7 separate regions of the Mus musculus genome follow, and all the other regions are linked to region 1. Evidence: chromatin contacts called from public promoter capture Hi-C data. All regions are on one chromosome and are shown on one strand. Each heading gives the region's core, a stretch centred on a gene start, on an enhancer-like site or on the middle of the called end of the contact. The rest is flanking DNA. Distances are from core to core; before and after follow the strand shown. Region 1 holds the start of Vwa8 (von Willebrand factor A domain containing 8). Region 2 holds the start of Sugt1 (SGT1, suppressor of G2 allele of SKP1 (S. cerevisiae)). Region 3 holds the start of Kbtbd6 (kelch repeat and BTB (POZ) domain containing 6). Region 4 holds the start of Wbp4 (WW domain binding protein 4). Region 5 holds the start of Kbtbd7 (kelch repeat and BTB (POZ) domain containing 7). Region 6 holds the start of Mtrf1 (mitochondrial translational release factor 1). Region 7 holds the start of Cnmd (chondromodulin).

Region 1 (3,020 bases), core at 152-2,651:
TAAAAACCTCTTTTCAATTAAATGTTCTATCTGCTGACTCATGGCTCTTATAGTTAGCTAGAGAGTATAAATAAATAAATAAATAAACAAACAAACAAACAAACAAACAAACGGAGTCTACCCAAAACTGCTCAACCTCAAAGCCTGTCAGATTGTACCACATTCTACCCTTGACATCTGCCTTCTCTGATAAGAGTGTATTATCATCTGGACTGGTGAAATGATGGATTTATTAGATGAGATGATACTATCTGGAGATGACACACACAAGGAGGTGAACCTAGTGAGACAAAGTAGATTCTTTGAAAAGTAGGTCTTATCCCCGATTCCTCTCTCTCTGCCTCCCTGAGAGAGCAGCTTCCCTCTGCTAAGTCCTCTTGTCATCACGAATTTCTGCCTCACCACAGGCCACAGTGATTAAAGTATTAAGCATACACTGAAACATCTGTAACTTCCAGCCAAGAAATCTTCCCTTGTTTTAGGCTGCTCTGTGTGTGTGTGTGTGTGTGTGTGTGTGTGTGTGTGTGTGTGTGTGTGTGTTTTAATGTTGTCACGCAGATGAAAACTGAGTAACAGAGTGGAAAGCAAGTACATGCTCTAGAAGCTATAATCGAGGACAGGCAAGTTTTGAATCGCAATTTCACCTTGTGATCCTCAGCGAGGCACTTTTTTTTTTTGTTTCCCTCTTTTTTGGGACTCATTCATTCCGACTATAGTATAGGGTTTTAACTAAAGCGATGACTTTCAGTTCTAAGAGTGCTTGAAACCGAGTCTTCTGTTAAAATTGGGAAGGAACATGGGCACAGGTTCTCCAGCAAGATTGTACACGTGTCTATGCCATCACGAGCCCTACTTGGCTCATGACACAAAACCAAGCCCTCGGGAGTCAAAGGTCAAGGTCAAGCACGAGTCTTAACAGCCCCCAAAGGCTGCAGCATAAACCTCTCAGTGTCCTAGAGTCTACGTGAGGATTCTTGTACAAAAATCTCCAGTGGGAGAAAACTGTGTTCCTAGGCATCAGAGACCTTAGTCCGGACCCCTAAGGTTTCAGAGTGGAGCCCAGGGGGCGCCAGCGCCTTGCCCCACATCACAAAGCAGCGAGGGCAGCGGCAGCGAAGGCGGAGGGCCCAGTTACCTGAGTCGGTCGCCCCAGAGTGCAGCAGCCTGACCTCCAGCCGCTGCTGGTCCCCGCCCGGCCTGCCCCGCAACACCTGCCGCAAGAGCAGCCGCACTCGCCGGGAGGCCACGTCCCCAAGGCCGCCCGGGGCTCCTAGGAGGAGGAGGCGTGACTGCATGGTGCAGGAGGCATGCGTGGGACCTCCAGGGGCTTCGGACAAGCACAGTCCCTGGACCGGGCAGGAGGCGATCGGCGAGCGGGACAGGAAGCGGCAGGGAGGCGGGTCCGCCGGAAACTCCTTCCCCCGGCTCGCCGGGCTCTGCGGGATGGGCCCGGCCCGGGGCGGAGGGCAGGCCGAGCGCCAGCCGGTAGGATCGGCTACCGGAGCCCGGCGCGCCGCCCCAGGCGTGGTCGCCCCAGGGACGCCCGGAGCTGGGGAGATGCCAAAGACCTTTAGCACAGTTGAGCGTATGCCCTGTTTCTTTCTTGGCTGCTAGCCTACTGTGTTATGATGCACTGTGGGCTTTCCCCTCGATACTGCTTCGGATCTTTTTTCAGAATGGAGAAAATATTCAAGAGATTCTGGAACTTCACCTATTTTAATTCGTTGTCATCTTCCCAGGGTTTCCACACCACAGGCATTGAAAGCTTCAGTTTAGCCTTCCTTTGCCGCTCCTGTTTTATCATCTTCTAAACTGCAAGAGGAAATGTTACACTATAATGGTGAATGAAAAAACGTTCAACTACCAGAAGGATCCAGTCAGGCTACAAGGCAAGGGTTATATAAACATAATTTATGTCTTTAGTGAGGAAAAAGTAGGACACTTGACTAAGGCTCCCTCCCTACCATGCATTCCAAAAGCAGCAGCAGTCTTCCATAAAGCAAACAAAGTCTAATGTAATTAGGCTGCCTCCCCAAAATGTCAAGAGTGAATTAACCAAAGCAAAAAGTTTTAATGAAGTTCTGCACAATGAAATCAAACAAACAAGATGCAGGCCTGGCTCTCAGAGAATGGCCTTGCCAATTCTAGACCTACCTGTATCTTACATCCATATTAAGCACCCACCTCCCAGGCACTTAAACTTCCCGAGGAACTAAACTTAGAAGTAAATGGAGGTGGCAGAGAAATAATTTAAACTAGTTTGGAGAAATCGAAAATAAAGGAGTGAACATTAAAGATGTCAAAACAGCATAATTATTACATGGATAGATTCTCACTATTTCACAACCACACCTGTTAGGCCTCAAATCTGAGACAACCAGCTATAGGAGGTGCCAGTTAACAGATAAAAGCTAACAGAGGTCCCTGTTAACACATCAAAGCTGGTACTAGCCACTAGATCCTCCTCCTATCTCTCCATTCCCACCTGTTACAGGATCCTCCTGGTAGAGGCACTCAGTCCCCTACTCTGAACTCTCCAACCCAGAGGCAGTACTATCTTTCCCCCAAGCTGCTCTTCCATCTACAATCCAGCCTCTTTGACTACTCTGGTCCTCTTTTGGTCTCCTGGTCTGGCTTCCTGGATCCTGGCTCTCTCCTCTCCCAGCTTCCCCTCTACACACACACACACACACACACACACACACCACCCTCACTCAGGTGTTCATTTTCACTCTGAACCCTGCCAGATAGATGCCTCTGCCTCTGTGTTTTCTCCCTCACATCTATAATGCACCTTCTCCACCCTCTTACCCAGGAGGAGTCATATCCTCTTTTTATTTTCTTTTTGTTGTTGTTGTTGTTGTTCTTTTTTTCCTTTTCTTTTCTTTTTTAATCCCTATGTGAATTGGGTTAATGGCAAACATGCAAGCAGCATAGAAATTTACAAATTGCTTTTCCTCCTTTGAGCCTGAGATAGTTGACCATTGTTACAGTCAAGTAGATTAGGTCTGGATTTGACT
Region 2 (3,194 bases), core at 530-3,029, 740 kb before region 1:
TTTAAAATAAACTTCTTACCCTTGTACCCATGCTTCATTGGTACCCATTTTCATTCAAATAGAAGAAACTAGTAAAGTCCAGAATGTGAGGTAGCCAAGGGGCTGTAGAGAATTGCATGGAACACATTAGAAGGGGCAGCATCTGCCAATTATTAGGGCTTTGGGGGCAGCCTAGATCTGTAGCCAGCACTCAATAACCTTTTAATAATTATTCATTTCCTTCTCCTTTTTCAGTCCTTCCCCCTACTCTCAATTCGGGTTTTAATTTCCTTTGGCAGAAAATATAAAGATACTTGCGTCTGTAGCCCTAATCTCAAAGTCACTAATGCCTTGATTTTTGTTGTTTTGTTTCTTTTGAGACAGGGTTTCTCTGTGTAATTCTGGCCATACTGGAACTCTCATGGTAGACCAGGTGGGCCTCAAACTCAAGAGATCCACCTGCTTCTGCCGCCCAAGCACTGGGATTAAAGGTGTGCGCCAACACCAGCAGGCTCTCTAATACCGCGCTATCAAACCTCATGATCACTCTGTAGACCTAAGAATACAAAGCGGAGCTTGTAACATTAAAACAACAATGTAGCTATCCTAGTCTGCTAGTCTCTACAAAAGTGATTTCTCTAAGGCTCAAAACATAAAAATGTTTCCTTTTTTCCAGCGGGGGAGCTCTGAAGTGTCGGGAAGAATTTCACACATCCCAGGCTAGCCTCAACTCACAAAGTAGCTGAGGATGACCTTGAATTTCTGACCCTAGGGCATTCACCGCCTGAGTACCAGGATTACAGGCCTGTACCACCATACTTGACATGTGCCGATAACTCTCTGGAGTCCAGCCAGCGCTCCTAAGAAACATCCGTACAAAGCTAGTTTGTTCTAGACTTCACCTGAAATGGCCCAAAAGCAAATCATATAATACTAAAATGTAGGCAGGGTTTATTTACTGATACATCCCAAGAACTCGCAGGATCCAAAGTTTAAGGCCAGCCTAGATAAAAAGCGCGGTTTTATAAACAACTGTATAAAGAACAACCACAGTCATCTGTAAAGTGGAAGGCACAGAGGGAAAATGTTCTTTAGTAAATTTAATTAAGGACACTTAACAGTACCTGACATATAAGGGCAAACATAACTGTTAAAGTAAAAAATTGATACATCAAGCCCTATTTTCGCCTTTTCCTTGATCATAAATGCCATTATAAGTGCAACCACAGACAGTAACTATGTTTCCAAGAAATAAATGGGAGGGAGGTGCCCTCATCGGGAGCTTGTGGAGAGGAAGGGCAAGATCTATGGCAAAGGTATTAAGGAGACAAAGAGATTAAGTATCTTAATTTTGGGACTTAGATACATTGTAGCTTTGCTCCCACGAAGGTAATGCCGGGAAGAGGAGGGGTCTGTAGGGACCCAACAGTCCCAGTGAGCTCACTCACCTCTAATGCTGCCTGGGGATCCCCGTCGATCAGAGCATCTGAGAAGCTCTGGAAAAGCCTGCCAAGAAAACAACGACTTCAGCAGGTCTCTCTAATCAAGGAAAGAATAGAAAGACAAACAGCAAAGGTGAAGAAAATCACGCACCGCTGGGACGATGCAGGTCCTGCTGCAGCTGCCGCCATCCCTAGGAGTCAAGAAAGCTTCTGCCTGAGCGTTTCTACCTTGGTTACCAGCTCCGCCGCCGCCCAGGAAGGGAAAACTTCTAAAGAAACCCCAACTGAGCTTCCGTCCTCCGTAGCCAATCAGCGGTCGCGCAGCATGCAGCCGCGGAAAAGGAGGCGAAGGGTGGGCAGGTAGGCGCGGGGCCGGCTGGGAAAGAGGAGGAAACGCTCTCCGGCCCCGCCCCTACCCGTGACGCAGCCAAGCCCCCGCCCCGAGGGCGTGGCCGTGAGTCCCGCGCCCCGCCGTACGCCCGTGGGGGATCCGGCATGGCTTGTAAGCTTTGAAATATTGTCTCGGAGCCCACTGTAAGGTACTGGGGATCCGTCGGGAGGTAGTTCTGGCTTCGCTAAGGAGTGTCACGTTAAGCTCCGTTTACTCCGGTTTTCATCATGGCTACCGCCGGCGGCCAAGTTGTGCGTGACGTCACTCGTGGCAGCCAGGTCTTTTCCGGCAGCAGAGCCCGGGATGGCGCATCAGTTCGCATGACTCTCTCCGTGGAGAACCCGGACGGCCTGGCTCGCCGGAAGTCACGTTACCGGCATGGAGGACGGAGTTTTCCGGAGGGCCTGCCAGATGCCAGAGCTCCACACCCCAAGCTTCCTTCCTAAGTCGGCTTTCCAAACCAAGAAAAGCCTGTTTCACAAGCACCGCGTGGATGAAAGTGACCTATAGCTAATGGTCTTATTGCTGCTTTGTGTTCTAAGTAACCAGTAAGCCCCCCGTCCCCCGCCGTCCTTAGAGCCAAACATCACACTAGGAAGTTTCCTGCGAATTCTTTGAAACTGAGTGGTAAGGGGCAACAGGAGGGAGTGGCAGTTATAGGTTCACCAAACTTGATTTAAAAGCTCTTGATAACGCTCAGTAACTCGTTTTACCAAGTCTGTTTTAGTAGGTGAAATGATTGAAGTGGTCGTTGGCTTCCTCAAACAAGATATATATAAGACCTCAGTCTGGAAACATGACAGTCCACGAAGAAAAAGAAATTACAGTTCAGGCATTTGTGTACATATCCCCACTGTTAAACTCGCCCACTTTTCTGAGTTCTAACTTTAAAAGACCTAAGTTTTGTCTTCCCCACTTTTCTAGCACGTTTTCCATACTGGCCAAACGCCTAGTTGTGCTTGCTAGCTATCGTGGGTATTATAATTTTTTGTTACAACCTCAACCTACCAATCAATCACCCCTTGCAGATGCAAAAAATAACGGTGGGAGGACGTTTGAAAATACAGAGAAACTTGAGCCCATATTCAAGATGGAGAAACGGAGGTTACAAAGATTTAAGTATGTATGGGGTCATCAAGAGATGGAAGTGTGGAATACTACAAAGTTTAAAGTGTAACACATTTGCCACCTGTAGGTATATCCCATCTGTATTGTAAATGGGTTGTTTGAAGGGGGGGGGGGGTCGAGCCGGGGCGGGGAAGGGCTGATAGAAGATAACAGGTCCCAGAAAGGAATCTGAATCCACTTGTGGGAAAGGAGAAGTAGGTGGGAGAGACACTTGAGGCAGACCAGGGCCAGCTGGCCACTAAACTCAAAGAGGT
Region 3 (3,245 bases), core at 5-2,504, 600 kb before region 1:
CTAACCTATGGGGTGGATTTTCTTCTGCTGGGACAACAGTGTTGCTGGTGTCATTATTATTACTATTGCTATTGTTGCTGTTGCTTGGAATCTGTGCCAAAGCCTTAGGCAGACCATCATCAAAACGAAACTGCCGGAGAGCCCCTTCAATAATGTCCAGGCAGTATTTCTTCACAATAGGCTTGCTCAGTAGCTCCTCTAGGTAGTCCTGCTCTTCTGCAGGGAAGTGCGCCCAACGAATACACTTAAAGACTTCCCCAGCACTGGGACCCCGCTCTTTGGGAGCAGCCTCCAGCCACTGCACCGCCACATGACACACAGTCTTCTCACTCTCTACATCCAAGCTGTCCAGACGCAGGACGGCCAGCAGCTGGGCCAGGGTCAGATCTGCCAGCGTCTCCTCCCGAATGGACCCCATCCTGCTGAGCTGCTTGAAGTTGTGAGCTATGAAGGACTGGGCCTGAGATCGCAGCTTGTGGTGGTCAAAGGCATCGGCAAACTTGAGGATGGCAGTGCAATTGGTCAGGTCAAGGCGGCGAGCCAGAAAGGAGGCACAGGCTTCGCGCACGTACTCCAGCTGCAGCATATCCGAGGCCGCGTACAGGCGCTGCACGTTGGCCTCGCTGAGCGACACGCGACCAGTGTAGCAGTAGTCCACCAAGACCTCGAAGGACTCGGCATCCACGTCGTGGATCGTCACGCTGGCCTGCTGGCTCTCGTACATGCCCCCCGTGAACATGCTCTTGAAGTAGGGGCAAGCGGCCGCCAGCACGTTGCGGTTGCACGAGAAGAGGCGCCCCGTGCCCGGCCCGCTGCCAGGCGTCACCACCTCGATGGTCACATCGCACAGCAGCCGCGCGTCGTAGAAAGACTTGAGCTGTGCCAGGAGGGCTGCGGAATGGGCCGCGTCCTTTAATTCCTCCGGGCCCGTGAAAAAGGCCGACACCGAGGGCTTGGAAATCCTCTTGGGCCGCCTCCCGCCGCGGGGGCTGGCGAGGCGGCGAGAGCGCGGGGCGTCTTCCCGGGACTGCATGGTGGAGATGGCGGCGGGGCGCCGAGGGCGAGAACGGCTGCAGACGCCTGGCTCCTCCTCACGCCTCCCTCGCCAACACAGGGGCGGCACAGCGGCGACCCAGAACAGACTCCGCTCGCGGCCGCAATTACTCAGTTGGGCCTTCGGGGCGGAGCCGCCTCCCTTTATCGCGTAGCCGACGGCCAGCATCTTCACACCAGCGCGGACGACACCGCAAAAGCGCAAGGAGTAAGCCAGCAGGGTACGTTACAAACTGCTTTTCCCGCCTCCAGGCATGATGGGAGTTTTCAGGTTCTAGGGCGGAAACTGAAAGACTGCAGCTGCTTTGCATTTTGGGAGTTGTAGTTCATCCAAAGTCGCGAGCCTTTTTGGTTTTTCATTGTTTTCAGGATCTACTAGAAACCGCCGGTTCTCTTGGGATTTATTGTCGGGTTTAGAATTTATGGTTTGAAATCCTCTTTAATCCTTCTGTTCTAATGTGTTTGTTTTTTCTCTTGTAAAACATCAATAGTAGTATTTGAGAATATTGATGATTAAAAGAGCTGCATTGCTTTGGAAACATTTCATAGTTTTGTTTTACAAAAACAATAATTAGACGTGCAATTCCTGGAATATAAAAAGCTAGAGAGTTTTAGGGTTTTCTTTTTTTCCAGTATTTTATTGAAAATGAAGAAACATTGATTTAATATGAGTCTACAGAAAAACATCTTAAAGTTTCTTCAGAGATGTTTCTCGTTTGGTTGGTTCATTTGAAAAGATTTTATTTTTAGCACAGTTTTAGGCTCGTAGGAAAATTGAACAGGAAGTGCAGGAAAGTCCCAGCATCCATGTCTCACAGTTTCACCTATTAATACCCCTCTTAATGCCCTGCGTTACTGTGAGATTTGTTACAAATGATAAATGATTACTGGTGCATTAATATTAATAATGTTTATAGAGGAGTTTACTCTTTGTGTTGAAAAAAATCTGCAGGTTTTAAGCACCTGAAGCTCCCAAAAGTTGTCCTCTGACCCCCACACATGAGCTAGGTGCCTGCACAGAAAACTACGTATTTTTAAAAATAGAAACTGCCAAACCAAAAGGGAATTCTATAGACTCCAGCATTTTTGTTTTCCTACAGACTCACAATTTCAATTTTGTCATGCTTCAACTTTTGTTAATGGCCCTTGCATGCAAGCTCAGTTCCCAGAAGTACCTTGCATTAGAAAACAGCCTACAGTCTAGCTATACTGAAAGTTCCAAGACAGCCTAAGCTACAAAGAAAGACCTTTAACTCTAGTGTTGTATTTGAGACAGAGTCTTACTCTGTATCACAGGCTGGCTGTGAAATTGTGCAATCTTCCTGCTTAAACCTCTAAGGATAACCTGATGACATTGTCGGCATCAAATAGTTTGTTACCTTCACTGCTATTTGATAAAAGACAAACTGCCGTGAGCCATCAAAAAGAGGCTAACGCTAGCAGAGGACTTTCTTGGAGGTGGCCCACCTTTTTGTATGACCTAGGATGGGTGAGCTTTGAGAGGCAAGGTTCCAAGTGGCTTTGTCTCAGGATTGCTTCTTGCAGCTGATATTCCTTGCCTGCCACTCTTATAGAGACTAGGGATTCCTGGGCATTAGTCCAGCCTATTGAGCAAATAAATGCCCTGCAGATCAACATAAAGGTAAACTTTCATTAATTAATACTGTTTATATGAATTAATGATTTTATAGAATTCCTGATTTGATTAAAATTTAGGAAGAAAGTTTTAAGAGATGGTTATAGTTGTCTTGCCAGGAAGATATAATACATTTAGAATCAAGAATAGAATGTCCATACACCTCATAGAATAGTAAATAAAGGCTGCATAATAAGGGATACAATGAGCTTTCATAATTACACTAAAAAGGGGGCTTGGGACAAATTAGTGATCAAGGAAAAACATTCATTCTAGGTCAGATCTAAGGATGAAGCCACAGGTGTGCTCTATGATAGAGCAAGGACATGTGAAACTGTTGCTTTGAATGGATAATGAGCTTACAGAATGAAACACTGCTTTGAACTTAATATCAGCATACTTCTGTAACTCTCCTTTGTGTGACATTTAATCTATGAGGTAATTTTCTAAAGAACCTCTGTCTATGAAGATATAAAGAGACTAGAGAGAAGGGATAAAGTGGTAGCATATGGGGCTGTGCCACAGATCCAACTGTATGTGTGGTGTGTGGGGCAAT
Region 4 (3,155 bases), core at 209-2,708, 630 kb before region 1:
ACAAACAACCAAAACTTCTGCTCAGTAATGGTTTTGACCAGAAACTCATCCGCCGGAGTCAGTTTTTCCTTATTTGTGCCCAAAGGCCCAACAGACTAAACATTACAGCTGCCCCAATTTTCTAATTTCAACTTGCATTTATGATAACGCTTTTGTTTCGTGTACGGCGCTCAGGCTGCTGACACAGCTGGGCCGCTTCTTTGTAATAAACACAGGGCTTCTATATTTAAAAGTACAGTGCAACTTTGTTGTAACATCCCCTCCCCAGTCTCCGGGCTAATTTTCTGTCTTCCAAGCTCCACCTCCATCCCATGATTTTTTTTTTTTTTTAAATCAGTGACGCTCCAAACAGCCTCCGGGAAAGCCGGCTCTGTTCTTTCAAGACATCTCATCCCAGTGGTATTTTTCTTCTCCGCAGTTTGCCGTGTGTTTGAAGAGGAAAGGGGAGTTAGAAGGAAAATAAGAGACATTCTGCAAAAGCCTTGAGGCGAGGGTTGCTGGGGGGGGGGGGGAGCGGTGGACCGGGCTCGGGTGCACGCGGCGGGGGTCCTAGAGCCCAGCCGGCGACAAGGGATCGGCGGGGGTCTGGCGATAGGGAGCAGCGGGGTGGTCTCCAGCCGCTGTTGACAGTAACTGGAGCGCAGCGGGCACGCCCCGGCCCGCCGAGTAGGAAGGGGGCGGCGGAGCAGGGTGTGGGCCGAGGGGGCACCCGGGCGGGGGGAGATAAGGCGAGGCCCAAGTTAATCATCACCTCCCGAGCGCCTGGAAAAGTACGGGCTGAGGGCGGGGTACAGCCGCGGGGAAAGCGAAACTCCTCTCGCAGCGGGCCCGAGAGCGGCCGCCGCGCTCCTCCGGCCTCCGAGAGCCAAGCTCCCATCCACGGGAGCAACTACACTGCCTGCTCCCAAACTCACCCCGAACACGGCTGCAGAAGTCAGCCAGAGCCACTAAGCAAGTAAACTCAACTAGAGCAAAAAGTGACACTGTTCCCATACCGGGAGTCGAACCCGGGCCGCCTGGGTGAAAACCAGGAATCCTAACCGCTAGACCATATGGGAAGTGCTGCTACAAGCACTGCTGTGACCCACCTGACTAGCGTCAGCGCCGCTACCACTCAGCCACTCTGCTGCAACTCGCGCCGCCGAAGCCGCCCCCGCGGCCGCTGCCCCACGCGCGGGCACGAGCCCGGCGGAGCGCGCGGGCGTGGCGGGGGGGAGGAGCGGGGCCGGTGCGCGCCCCTGGAAAGTTCTGAGCCGAAGCCGGGCGCCCCGTGCGCTCCCGGAACGGGCGGCTGCGCCTTTCTTTCTCAGCCGTCAGGTCCCGGGCTGCTCCCCGGTCACAGAGCGGGCGGGCAAGCCGGCAAAGCCGAGGGCGGCGCCGGCTGTGGGAACGGCGGCGTGCGGCCGGGGCTGGGGGGAGGCGATCGAGCCTCTCGGCTGCGAGCCAGCTCGGGAGTGGAGGTTCTGGATCCCGGGAGGCGTGAGGACCGCGGGATGGAGCCTGGGTCGGACGCTCGGGGCCCGCGGCTCCGGTCCCGTCGCGCTTTCGTCCCTTCTGGGTGACCTCAACCCCTTTATACCGACCCCACCTCTCAGGCGCCGCGAGTACCGCCCCGTGGGGGAGGGGAAGAGGCGGTGACAACCGCGCGCGCGGGTTGGGCCGTCGCGGCCGCCGTAGTCCACCCGTGGAAACGCCGTACCCGGGGGGGACGCCGAGACCGAGAGGTCCTGGCTTGAGCCACCGGCGGACATCAGTGAGCGGGATCGCGGGCTGCCCGCGGAGCTGCCGCCGTCATGTGAGTCGGGTCGGGTCGGGTCGGGCTTGCGCCGCCAGGCGCCCGCGAGTGGCCTCCTCCCGCCCCTCCGCTCGCCCGGGGCCGCCCGACCTGCGGGGCCGGTTCTCTCGGAGACGCGGCCGCCCTCTAGGCAGGAGCCGGGGACTCGGGTGCCGCCCCCGCCCGCCCGCCGGGGCCCGGGCCCGGGGCCGGGGTGGCGCTGCGGCCTCAGACGTCCAGGGGCTTTTCCCAGCCTCGCGTCCCCAGAACGAATGAATTAGCTAGAAGGGCACGGGAAAGAGAAATACTTTGAGACTTCTTCATCTCGGTGCAGTGTGATTTACCTTCACCGGAGAGCAGTTTTCCACGGACTTTAGCTTTACATAAATAATACAACTGCTTTGCTAAGACAGAAGTCCGAAAACAGCCTTATATCCCATTTTTTAACAACTGTAAAAATTCCTTTCAATTTTTGGATAAGCTTAGAGTTGTTTTTATCTTTTCAGGGCCGACTACTGGAAGTCACAACCAAAGAAATTCTGTGATTACTGCAAGTGCTGGATAGCAGACAATAGGCCTGTATGAAATTTTTATTAAAATATTCACGTGATGTGTTGTTTTTTTGACTTTAGTGTGTATAAGCCACTTTCGTGTATAGTGCTCTTTATTCTTCAAAACCTAAAAAGGTTTCTTTTGTTTGATTCCTCTTATGAAAGCTATAGCCTTCTCCTTTTCATCAATCTGACTTTGATTTTAAGGCCAAATTATTTCTGGGGACTTTGAGGAAATGGACAGTGAGTGGGATAATCTTGTTTATGGAATACCTGCCCCTTAAAAAGGAATATTGTAGTTTTTCCTGTTCTCCACAGGAAGGAGAACAGCATTATTCCCTGGTGAGATACAAAGGGAGCAGCTGTAATATACCTTATGCTGAAAGCCTTGAGCCCACTATTTTTGCAAGGGGGTTGGGGGCGGTGATTTTTCAAGACAGGGTTTCCAGACAGCAACTCACTCTGTAGACCAGGCTAGCCCGCAGCCCACAGAGATCTACTTGGCTTTGCTTCCCAAGTGCTGGCAAAAAAGGTGTGTACCATGGCTAGACTCCTAGATCCAACTTTTTGTTTGTTTGTTTGTTTTTTTGTTTTTCAAGACAGGGTTTCTCTGTATAGCCCTGGCTGTCCTGAAACTCAGGCTATTGTAGACCAGGCTGACCTCGCGGAGTGCTGGGATTAAAGGTGTGCACCACCACTTAGATCCAACTTTTAAAGCATAAAGTAAGACGTCAGCTGGCTTTCTTCCCTCTTAGACATTCTACAATCAGACAAGCTACTGTATCAAAAGCTGTGGGCTATGGGGACTGGAGAGATGGCTTCACAGTCAG
Region 5 (2,874 bases), core at 235-2,734, 580 kb before region 1:
TGGGCTGGTTTATACACCCATAGGTCTTTCCTGGGCTGGGCAGCAAGATAGATGTCATGGTCTGGAGAGACACAAACAGCTGAAGATGTAATGGTCTTAGTGTGTGCCAAGCTAGTCAAAGGAGACGGCATTGTGTAAATATCTCCGGAATAAGGGTCGTAACAGAGAAATGGATCTCGGGGGTGCCCAAAAAATATTACCATCTCTTTGGCACACATACCCAACCTTTGGGGTGGATTTTCTGCTACCGATACAACTGAGCTACTGCTGCTGCTGCTATTGCTGCTATTATTGCTATCACTGCTGTGGCTGCTATTTGGCTTGGCAACCACTGACTTGTACAACCTATCACCAAATCGCAGCTGCCGGAGAGCCCCTTCAATAATGTCCAGGCAGTATTTCTTCACAATAGGCTTGCTCAGTAGCCCTCCCAGGTAGTCCTGCTCTTCTGCAGGGAAGTGCGCCCAACGAATACACTTAAAGACTTCCGCAGCACTGGGACCCCGCTCTTTCGGAGCAGCCTCCAGCCACTGCACCGCCACATGACACACAGTCTTCTCACTCTCTACATCCAAGCTGTCCAGACGCAGGACGGCCAGCAGCTGGGCCAGGGTCAGATCTGCCAGCGTCTCCTCCCGAATGGACCCCATCCTGCTGAGCTGCTTGAAGTTGTGAGCTATGAAGGACTGGGCCTGAGATCGCAGCTTGTGGTGGTCAAAGGCATCGGCAAACTTGAGGATGGCAGTGCAATTGGTCAGGTCAAGGCGGCGAGCCAGGAAGGAGGCACAGGCTTCGCGCACGTACTCCAGCTGCAGCATATCCGAGGCCGCGTACAGGCGCTGCACGTTGGCCTCGCTGAGCGACACGCGACCAGTGTAGCAGTAGTCCACCAAGACCTCGAAGGACTCGGCATCCACGTCGTGGATCGTCACGCTGGCCTGCTGGCTCTCGTACATGCCCCCCGTGAACATGCTCTTGAAGTAGGGGCAAGCGGCCGCCAGCACGTTGCGGTTGCACGAGAAGAGGCGCCCCGTGCCCGGCCCGCTGCCAGGCGTCACCACCTCGATGGTCACATCGCACAGCAGCCGCGCGTCGTAGAAAGACTTGAGCTGTGCCAGGAGGGCTGCGGAATGGGCCGCGTCCTTTAATTCCTCCGGGCCCGTGAAAAAGGCCGACACCGAGGGCTTGGAAATCCTCTTGGGCCGCCTCCCGCCGCGGGGGCTGGCGAGGCGGCGAGAGCGCGGGGCGTCTTCCCGGGACTGCATGGTGGAGATGGCGGCGGGGCGCCGAGGGCGAGAACGGCTGCAGACGCCCGGCTCCTCCTCACGCCTCCCTCGCCGACGCCGACTCAGCGGCGTCCCAGAACAAACTCGGCTCGCGGCCGCAATTACTCAGCTGGGCCTTCGGGGCGGAGCCGTCTGCCTTTATCGCGTAGTCCCCGGCTGACTCACTGTTTCCCTTCACGCCCTTTCTCAGCCCTTAGCTCACCCTCACACGACCCTGGGGTCTAGCCGCAGGAGCAGCTTCTGCCGAGCGGGCGAGACGGGTAGATGCCCGGACGAACTACTCTTCCCAGGTTGCCTTTCGCGCGCCTCGATGCATGACGGGATCCTCCGGCTCACGGACTATATGAAGAGGCCGAAGCCGCTTTGCATCTTGGGAATTGTAGTTTACATAACCTCTTTATTTTTTTTTTTCTGTTACTGGGTCCTTCACTGAGGTAGAAAGTGGATAGTATCCGGAATTTGATACTTTAGGTTTCAGTCTTGCATAGTGGCATACATATTTATCCCAGCACCAGGGAGGCTGAGGCAGGGGGATCTCTTGAGTTTGAGAACAACTTGGTCTGCATAGAGAGTTCCAGGACAGCTTGAGCTATGTAGAGAGAACCCATCTCACTAAAATAAAATAAAATATAATGGCTTTCAAGTCCAGAGTAAAAGTATCCACTCTATTATTTGTTTGCATGACTTCCTCCTGAAAACTTTATTGAATTTGAAAACTGAGGATAGCAGTATTTTAGTTTTGTGAAGACTGAATGGTATGTGCAATTTACAGAGTTCTTTTGTTGTGGATAGCCCTGGGGCTAATTATATTTGATGTTAATTCCATTCTCCTGTGAGTGGTTGTGAACAAGGGATGAGTTGGCACCCAGGTGATTTCCTGTAAACCTGATTCCACCTTAATTTGAAAAATAAAGGAGAGCTGATGATTGGGCAGATAAAGGGAAGGTGGAGAGAGAGAAGATGAAGAGTAAAAGGAAGAAGAAGAAAAGTGGAGCAGAAGCACATGGCCTGGAGAAACTGAAAGTTCTAAGGGGTCACATAAGACGTGGAAGACCGTAGTGTAGACATACAGCACGTATTTATATTAGCTGAGCTGTGTTTTCATTGCCAGGGCATATTTGGGTTGGAGTTTTACTGCAACATTCTTTATTTTATTAGAAATATTAAAGTTACAGACTATTTTTAAAATGCAAAATCAAGCATTACTGTTTCTTACTTACTCTTATAGAAACACATCTACTAATTTGAAGCCATGAGCCATTAAAAGACTGTAAATTTCTGCAAATAACTTCTTTTTCACTTGCAGCTTAAATGCACACACACAGAGGTTTTCTTTTTTCTTTACTTTCTTTTGTTGTTGTTGTTGTGAGACAGGGCTTCTCTGTTTAGCTCTGGCTGTCCTGGATCCACCTGCCTCTGCCTACTAAGTGCCAGGATTAAAGGCATTGCTGGGATTAAATAAAGGTGGTGGCACATGCCTTTAACCCCAGCACTGAGGAAGAAGAAGCAGGGAGCATTTGATCGAGACCAGCCTGGTCTACAAGAAGAGCCAGGGCTACACAAAGAGAATCCCTGTCTCAAAACAAAC
Region 6 (2,922 bases), core at 193-2,692, 550 kb before region 1:
CCTAATCCTCCCCAAACAGTTCCACTAACTGGGAACTAAACACTCAAATATACGAGCCTATGGTCTCATTCAAACCATCACACATATTTTAAAAGAAGACAAAAGAAATCCATCCAAATGGCACTTGCTGCTCTTGCAGAGGACCAAGGCCAACACCTGCACAGTGGGTCACAAATTGTCCCTAACTCCAGTTCCAGGAGACTGATCTGACACACCCTCTCCTTGCTTCCTGGGCATCAAGCATACATATGATATACATACACACACACATACATACATACATACATGCAGTTAGTTACCCACACACATACAAAAATATTTTTTTAAAAAATGACAGATTAGGTGAAATTGGGTATGCACAATAATTATCTGTTCTTCCTTCAGATAAGGGCAAGATAGGGAAAATGTTTTTCCTCCTGATATTAAAACTGGAAATAAGGGTCAAAATTTAGCAGAATGGCTTGGGGATGTAGTTCAGTGGCCCAACATGCTCAAGGCCTATCTGTGGTTTGATCCTTAGCACAACAAATTACCAGAAGCAGCCTTTATTATAACTGCTGTTTGTTGCTGTGCCTGGCAACACATTCATATATAAGCTCCTTTGGTCTTGCTAAATCCAACTTAGCATTACCATTTTAAAAACTAAATATTCAGGAGATTCAGCATATACTGGGTTCTATTAATAAATTTCACAAAAATCAACAGCTGAAATTTGGACTGTGAAAGAATTCACGAATGCCCAGCAGCCACAGATTTAATACTCCAGAAGTGCATCTTTATATCTAACCTTGAGTACATCAGGAGTATTCGTTTGACGGTGGAAAGAAGAAAAGGATGGAAGATTTTAGTAATGCTCTGGCTAAAATTTCCAGTTTAGGAGTAGCTGTGGAATGAGTAACTACCTAAACCTAGAAAGAGCAAGGCTTCAACATCACCCCCACAACCCGGTATTACTCGACATTTTAAAAGCAATTCTCGGTTTCTGGTGTGTTAAAAGTGACAGTAAACGGGCACCAGGCGTAGAATGTGAAAATCATGTTGTGTAAGTCAGTATTATGGATTCTATACGGAAGTAACACCAGTGGGCAGTAGGAATTTTTTTTAAAGCCCTCTTACGGCCAAGAAAGAATTGTGAATATCTAAGTAAAAGAAGAAAATTGACGTTCTCGTTTCTTACTGATAACTGAGCCTCCTGTGCACCGCAACATTTCAGCTCAAGGTACTGCAAGCATGATCAGTCCCAGGCTACTGCTTCCGGGTTACGGTTTGTTCCTGGCTCCTCCTCCACTTTGCAGAGAAATGGTCCTTAGGTGTCCGTAACGGTAAACAAGAATGAAATGACGAAGCGGGTAGGATACTGCTCTGGAAGGACCACGCGTGGAACGGATTTGGAGCTGACTCCTGGAAGCTGCGACGTCCAAAGTGGATCGCCCTCTCCTAGTGCCCTAACCAAGGAATCCTGGGAGTTGTAGTTTACCCTTCCCCAGGCTTTCTTGTTTCCCACCCTAAGACCCTTTACTCCATCTTTCTCCCTAAATTTAGGGTTTTCAGATACTTATAAACCTAGAAGCGAACCTTTTCCCTAATTTACACATCAAATTCTACAGTATGTGATAGGCGAAATCTCAAGAATTTCTTTACGTGTTACCAACCCTTGAAGCAGTAGTTTCTAAGTTACTGATTTGTTTTGTTTCAGAGTGCAGGAGGTTAAGGCTAGAGACTCATGCACGCTAAGACAAGAGCTCTATCATTGAGCTATATCCACAGACTTGGGGGTTTGTTTTTTAAATGGAACCTCCCTCCCCCCAATCATTAACAATTTTAGCGGGGCGTGGGGGCACACACCTTTAATCCCAGCACTTGGGAGGCAGAGGCAGGCGAATTTCAGAGTTCGAGGCCAGCCTGGTCTACAAAGTGAGTTCCAGGACAGCCAGGGCTATACAGAGAAACCCTGTCCCAAAAAAAAACAAACAAAAACAAACAAAACAAAACAAAACAAAAACCCAAACAAACAAAAACAATTTTAGGAGATTCTGAATTGTTAATTGTTACACTTTTAGCCAGTATTGTTTAAAACATTGACTGAAAAAAACTATAGGGGCTCGCGAAATGGCTCAGTGGTTAAGAGCGCCGACTGCTCTTCCGAAGGTCCGGAGTTCAAGTCCCAGCAACCACATGGTGGTTCACAACCATCCGTAAGGAAATCTGATGCCCTCTTCTGGAGTGTCTGAAGACGGCTACAGTGTACTTACATATAATAAATAAATAAAACTTTAAAAAGAAAAAAAAAAAGAACAATGACAAAGAGAGCTATAAATTTGTATTTAAAAAAAAATCATAACAGGACCCCAAAATAGATAACTATATCTATGAATTAGAATTTTTAAAGATAGTGTTGTTTACGTGTGTGTTTAGAGACACAAGACCCTATCTCAAAAACAAACACAAATAGGGAGGGGTGAGTAAAAATGGTGGAAAGAGAGAAAAAGATAGAAACCAACATACAACAAAATAATATTTAACATTTACTAGTATGCACTTCAAGGTAGTTACTTCTGCCTACTATATACTAGTCACTAGTTTGAATGCTTTAAACCTATTAGTTCATATAGTTCCATAATACTCTTTTTCTTTTTTCGAGACAGGGTTTCTCTGTGTAGCCCTGGCTGTCCTGGAACTCACTTTGTAGACCAGGCTGACCTCAAACGCAGAAATCTGCCTGTCCCTGCCTCCCAAGTGCTGGGATTAAAGGCATGTACCACCACGCCCGGCTCTATAATGATCTTAAAAACCCATTTGCAGAAGAGAAAACTAAAGCATAATGCATCTAAGGAGGCAAGCATGATGGCTCACACCTGAAATCCGACCACACAGGAGCTGAGATAGGAGGCTAGTGGCCATCTTGGGCTACAGAGTACCAGA
Region 7 (3,128 bases), core at 18-2,517, 810 kb before region 1:
TTGCCATCAAGCTTAACAGTCTAAACACTGTCCCTCCCAACATAGCCCCTCACCCGGTCTTCTGCAATTCTCATAGTCCTGGTAGGTCTGAAATCATCCCCTGAGACTCAGCAGGTGCTGCCAGCTCTGTGGTGACAGTGACAGTGTTTTCCATTCCTCTCTTCCCTTGCAGCCCCACATCCGAGCTCTTAGCCTAAGAGCCACATCTCCACGCAACAATGCCTTTCTTGATCCTTAAACACTCTCCTGCTGCAGCCTTGCACATCCACGGTCCCTCTGCTCAGGACCTCCCAAGCACCAGCCCTCAGTCACTTCTCAGCAGAGAGTTCTAAAACAACTAAATTTCCCAGTGTGAATTGAGGAGCCCTGGCTCCAAGTGAGGTACCACGGAAGAAGACATTTTCTTCAAAGGTGGGTACGTGCCTCAGAGAAAAGCATGCCCGGGACCTCATAAAATCAGGAGCATTGGCCAATACCTGTGCTCCCAGCACTCCAGAGATGGCGGGAGGAAAGTTCAAAGTTTAAGGTCATCCTCAGCTACATATGGAGTTCTGGGTCATCCTGAGCTACATGAGACTGTCAACAACAAAAAAGCAAACCATGTTCTCTGTCCACTTAATGGAGCTATTTACTACATATATGTAAATGATACGTAACCACCTTTTATTTGTTCCTTTGGTCGTAGCCAATCAGTGTTTGGGAAACACATTTTCTGCTGTTTAATCAGTGTGGACTTAACTATAGGCATTTTCTTTCATTCCAGGCTCCCCGTTTCCTCTGCTTCAGGACCCTTCTGCTTTTGCTGCACTGTTGCAGCAATTAAACCCCTCCCTTAGAGGACCCAGTGGCAAAGGCCATCTCCAACATTCTGCCCCATGCTCTAGTTCCAGGGGAGTCCAGCAGTTCCCACCTCCAGCGGAAACCCTAGTAGAAAGGGTATCTTAACATTGGCACTTGAGACAGGCCCCCCATCTCTCATCACACTCCCCTCTCATTCTGCTTCCAGGGCCCCTTGGAGAAATAGGCTCCAGCCAGTGTCACACTGCAAAGCCCTCTGATACTCTAAGAAATCCTGGCAAGCTAGTAACTGGGGGTGCTGGTGGGGTTCCAAGGCTCAACATCCCTTACATACTCAAACCTGTCTGGATGTCCCTCTGGGTTTTTGGAGGGGAGAGAGTGATGGGGAGGACACATCTGAGAACACAGGATAAGCTGAGTAGGCTGCTCCAGGGTGGAGGGAAGAGGGAGGGGAGAGGTGAGGTGCTGGAAGGGGTGGGGACAGAAGGGCTGGCCAGAGCAGGACGCTGCTGTTGCTGCTGCTGCTGCTCCTGCTGCTGCTGTTGTACAGGGGGCATTCGTTGTAGGGACAAGAGGACAGTTGGAACAGTTAGGACAGTGGGATAGGGTCTTCGCGTATCTTACTTCTCCATCTTCAGCCATGACAGAGAACTCAGACAAAGTTCCTATCACCATGGTAGGGCCTGAGGACGTTGAGTTTTGCAGTCCCCCGGTGAGTACCTCCTGGGTCCCCAGGACTGCTGTGGAGTAAGTCCAGACACAGAGACCCCGGCTTCCTGTGGGTGCCAGGTCCACTTCTGGGATCAGGGATTTGGGCCTTTGGATGTGTGGTGATGAGGGAATCAAATGAGAATGTCCAGTGTGGGGGGAGAGTGTCAGGGTACAGAGGATCCACCACAGGCGTGGAGCAGAGGGTGCAGTACTAGGGGGCCGGCCTAGGGAAGAGTCTGCTATGGTACTTCCATGTCTGAGGACAAGGGACACTCGCAAGGCAACCTCTGAGTGTTCTTGGGGCCAAGGTTTCCTACTCCAGTCCTCGCGGTTCCCCCGGGACAGGATGCAGGGATCGCGAGTGTGGGTGGCACGGCAACCAGTCCATCTCCTGCCCCGCAGGCGTACACCACCGTCACCGTGAAGCCCTCCGGGAGCCCAACACGGCTGCTCAAGGTAGGAGCTGTGGTCCTCATTTCTGGCGCGGTACTGCTGCTCTTCGGGGCCATCGGGGCCTTCTACTTCTGGAAGGGGAATGACAATCACGTAAGTTCAACGAGTGACTCCCCAGTTGGGATGCAAGGGCCGCCAGGTGCGCAGGGTGGCCGAACCCCTAGGTGGAGCCAGAGCGCTGCTCGGCCAGCGGGCACAGCCTGCTGCTCCCTTTGGTCCCCTTGGTTCTCTTGGACACCTCCCTTCTCAGGTCTAGCCTAAAGTGGGTACAGGGTACAGGGTAGGCAAGCTCAGGGTTCCTAGGCTGAAAACAGAAACGGGGACTGTTCGAGAACGCCCTGGACACTGTGGGAAAAGCCATTTTCTGCCATCCCAGCCTAACGCAGCTTACCAAGCAGTTGTGAGGCAGTGGGTAGGGCACGTGACCTCTCTGAGCTTCTTCTCCAGAAAGAAAGAAATGAAAGTAAATGATCCTTGATGCCTGTCCCAGCTGAGGAAAGCCATAAATTTAAATAGGACAAAGGGTAGAAAGAATATTCAATCCTACAGCTGAGGGAAACTCTTTTAACAAGAAAGTTCTCCTGTTTGTGACCTATTTATTCATTCTCCCTATTCTGTGTTAAAACAAAAAGTCAGACTTCCTTAGAGGTAACAAATCTCTTTTAAGAATCAGTGTGCTCACCTGTGATTTAATGGCAACAGTCTCACTAACGACTCTCCTCCCTTTATGTGCTCATTGAGATTAAGGCTGGATAGACTCTCTCAAGGAGTATAAAAAGCGTTTCTGTCTGAACTGGGCAGAGTTCCAATGCGTTCTCTAAATACCTGAGTGTGTCCACCTATGTAAAAGGGGACATTTTATCTTGATGACCATTGCCATACCGGGTATAAGCTTATTCCAGCTAATGGAAAAGAATTCCATCTCCAGGGAGCACACAAAGGGCTCTTTCTTAATCACTGTCCTCCAAGGTTCGCTGACTGCCTCTTTTCCTCCTCTCCCACCATGAAATTCAAGGCATGAACAAATTCCAGTACTTAGAGAAAATGGTGCTGAAAGCAATTCAACCATTTTACACAACACATCTTCTGCAGTCACTGCATAATTTGTATTTTTAACTCAAAAGCCTCATGTAGATAAGCAAGCCATTTAGCACAGAGTCTGTTTT

Evidence for each region. Promoter capture Hi-C pulls out the DNA fragments that hold promoters and counts their contacts. Capture Hi-C pulls out chosen DNA fragments and counts their contacts.
Region 2: a contact with region 1 is called in a promoter capture Hi-C map of pre-B cells, with 2.7 times the contacts expected there. The contact joins the promoter of Sugt1 here to the promoter of Vwa8 in region 1. A contact is called at or near these places in 3 of 39 promoter capture datasets (the C10 cell line, cranial neural crest and pre-B cells) and 1 of 484 Hi-C or Micro-C datasets (uterus).
Region 3: a promoter capture Hi-C map of second pharyngeal arch cranial neural crest shows a contact between it and region 1. The contact joins the promoter of Kbtbd6 here to the promoter of Vwa8 in region 1. A contact is called at or near these places in 4 of 39 promoter capture datasets (cranial neural crest, frontonasal cranial neural crest, pre-B cells and 1 more), 1 of 484 Hi-C or Micro-C datasets (large pre-B cells), 1 of 115 datasets of contacts at active chromatin or transcription factors (craniofacial prominence) and 1 of 9 other capture datasets (liver).
Region 4: a contact with region 1 is called in a promoter capture Hi-C map of liver. The contact joins the promoter of Wbp4 here to the promoter of Vwa8 in region 1. A contact is called at or near these places in 8 of 39 promoter capture datasets (the 3T3-L1 cell line, 3T3-L1-derived adipocytes, the C10 cell line and 4 more), 2 of 484 Hi-C or Micro-C datasets (cerebral cortex and embryonic stem cells), 1 of 115 datasets of contacts at active chromatin or transcription factors (astrocytes) and 2 of 9 other capture datasets (adipose tissue and liver).
Region 5: a contact with region 1 is called in a promoter capture Hi-C map of liver, with 2.6 times the contacts expected there. The contact joins the promoter of Kbtbd7 here to the promoter of Vwa8 in region 1. A contact is called at or near these places in 4 of 39 promoter capture datasets (the 3T3-L1 cell line, the C10 cell line, liver and 1 more).
Region 6: a promoter capture Hi-C map of liver shows a contact between it and region 1, with 2.6 times the contacts expected there. The contact joins the promoter of Mtrf1 here to the promoter of Vwa8 in region 1. A contact is called at or near these places in 11 of 39 promoter capture datasets (the 3T3-L1 cell line, the C10 cell line, cranial neural crest and 7 more), 1 of 484 Hi-C or Micro-C datasets (liver) and 3 of 115 datasets of contacts at active chromatin or transcription factors (the 230-238 cell line, astrocytes and embryonic stem cells).
Region 7: a contact with region 1 is called in a promoter capture Hi-C map of pre-B cells, with 4 times the contacts expected there. The contact joins the promoter of Cnmd here to the promoter of Vwa8 in region 1. A contact is called at or near these places in 4 of 39 promoter capture datasets (liver, pre-B cells and stem cell-derived epiblast-like cells) and 1 of 484 Hi-C or Micro-C datasets (pre-B cells).

What each region holds. Positions count from the first base shown.
Region 1 is chr14:78,847,559-78,850,578 of GRCm38.p6, reverse strand. Vwa8 (von Willebrand factor A domain containing 8) reads right to left here and starts at 1,401. Exons shown (of 45, transcript NM_027906.1): 1 at 1,136-1,401. The coding sequence starts at 1,295.
Region 2 is chr14:79,586,245-79,589,438 of GRCm38.p6, reverse strand. Sugt1 (SGT1, suppressor of G2 allele of SKP1 (S. cerevisiae)) reads right to left here and starts at 1,779. Exons shown (of 13, transcript NM_026474.6): 1 at 1,573-1,779; 2 at 1,428-1,485. The coding sequence starts at 1,610.
Region 3 is chr14:79,449,844-79,453,088 of GRCm38.p6, reverse strand. It overlaps Kbtbd6 (kelch repeat and BTB (POZ) domain containing 6), which reads right to left and starts at 1,254. Exons shown (of 1, transcript NM_001034882.3): 1 at 1-1,254. The coding sequence starts at 1,033.
Region 4 is chr14:79,479,571-79,482,725 of GRCm38.p6, reverse strand. Wbp4 (WW domain binding protein 4) reads left to right here and starts at 1,458. Exons shown (of 10, transcript NM_018765.3): 1 at 1,458-1,795; 2 at 2,281-2,353. The coding sequence starts at 1,794. It overlaps Elf1 (E74-like factor 1), which reads right to left and starts at 1,532. Exons shown (of 9, transcript NM_007920.4): 1 at 1,089-1,532. It overlaps n-TEttc4 (a tRNA gene), which reads right to left and starts at 1,058; the gene lies at 987-1,058.
Region 5 is chr14:79,425,121-79,427,994 of GRCm38.p6, reverse strand. It overlaps Kbtbd7 (kelch repeat and BTB (POZ) domain containing 7), which reads right to left and starts at 1,484. Exons shown (of 1, transcript NM_001024135.2): 1 at 1-1,484. The coding sequence starts at 1,265.
Region 6 is chr14:79,396,292-79,399,213 of GRCm38.p6, reverse strand. It overlaps Mtrf1 (mitochondrial translational release factor 1), which reads right to left and starts at 1,442. Exons shown (of 11, transcript NM_145960.4): 1 at 1,178-1,442.
Region 7 is chr14:79,660,322-79,663,449 of GRCm38.p6, reverse strand. Cnmd (chondromodulin) reads left to right here and starts at 1,267. Exons shown (of 7, transcript NM_010701.3): 1 at 1,267-1,510; 2 at 1,912-2,055. The coding sequence starts at 1,439. Gm41218 (a long non-coding RNA gene) reads right to left here and starts at 517. Exons shown (of 5, transcript XR_874848.1): 1 at 477-517.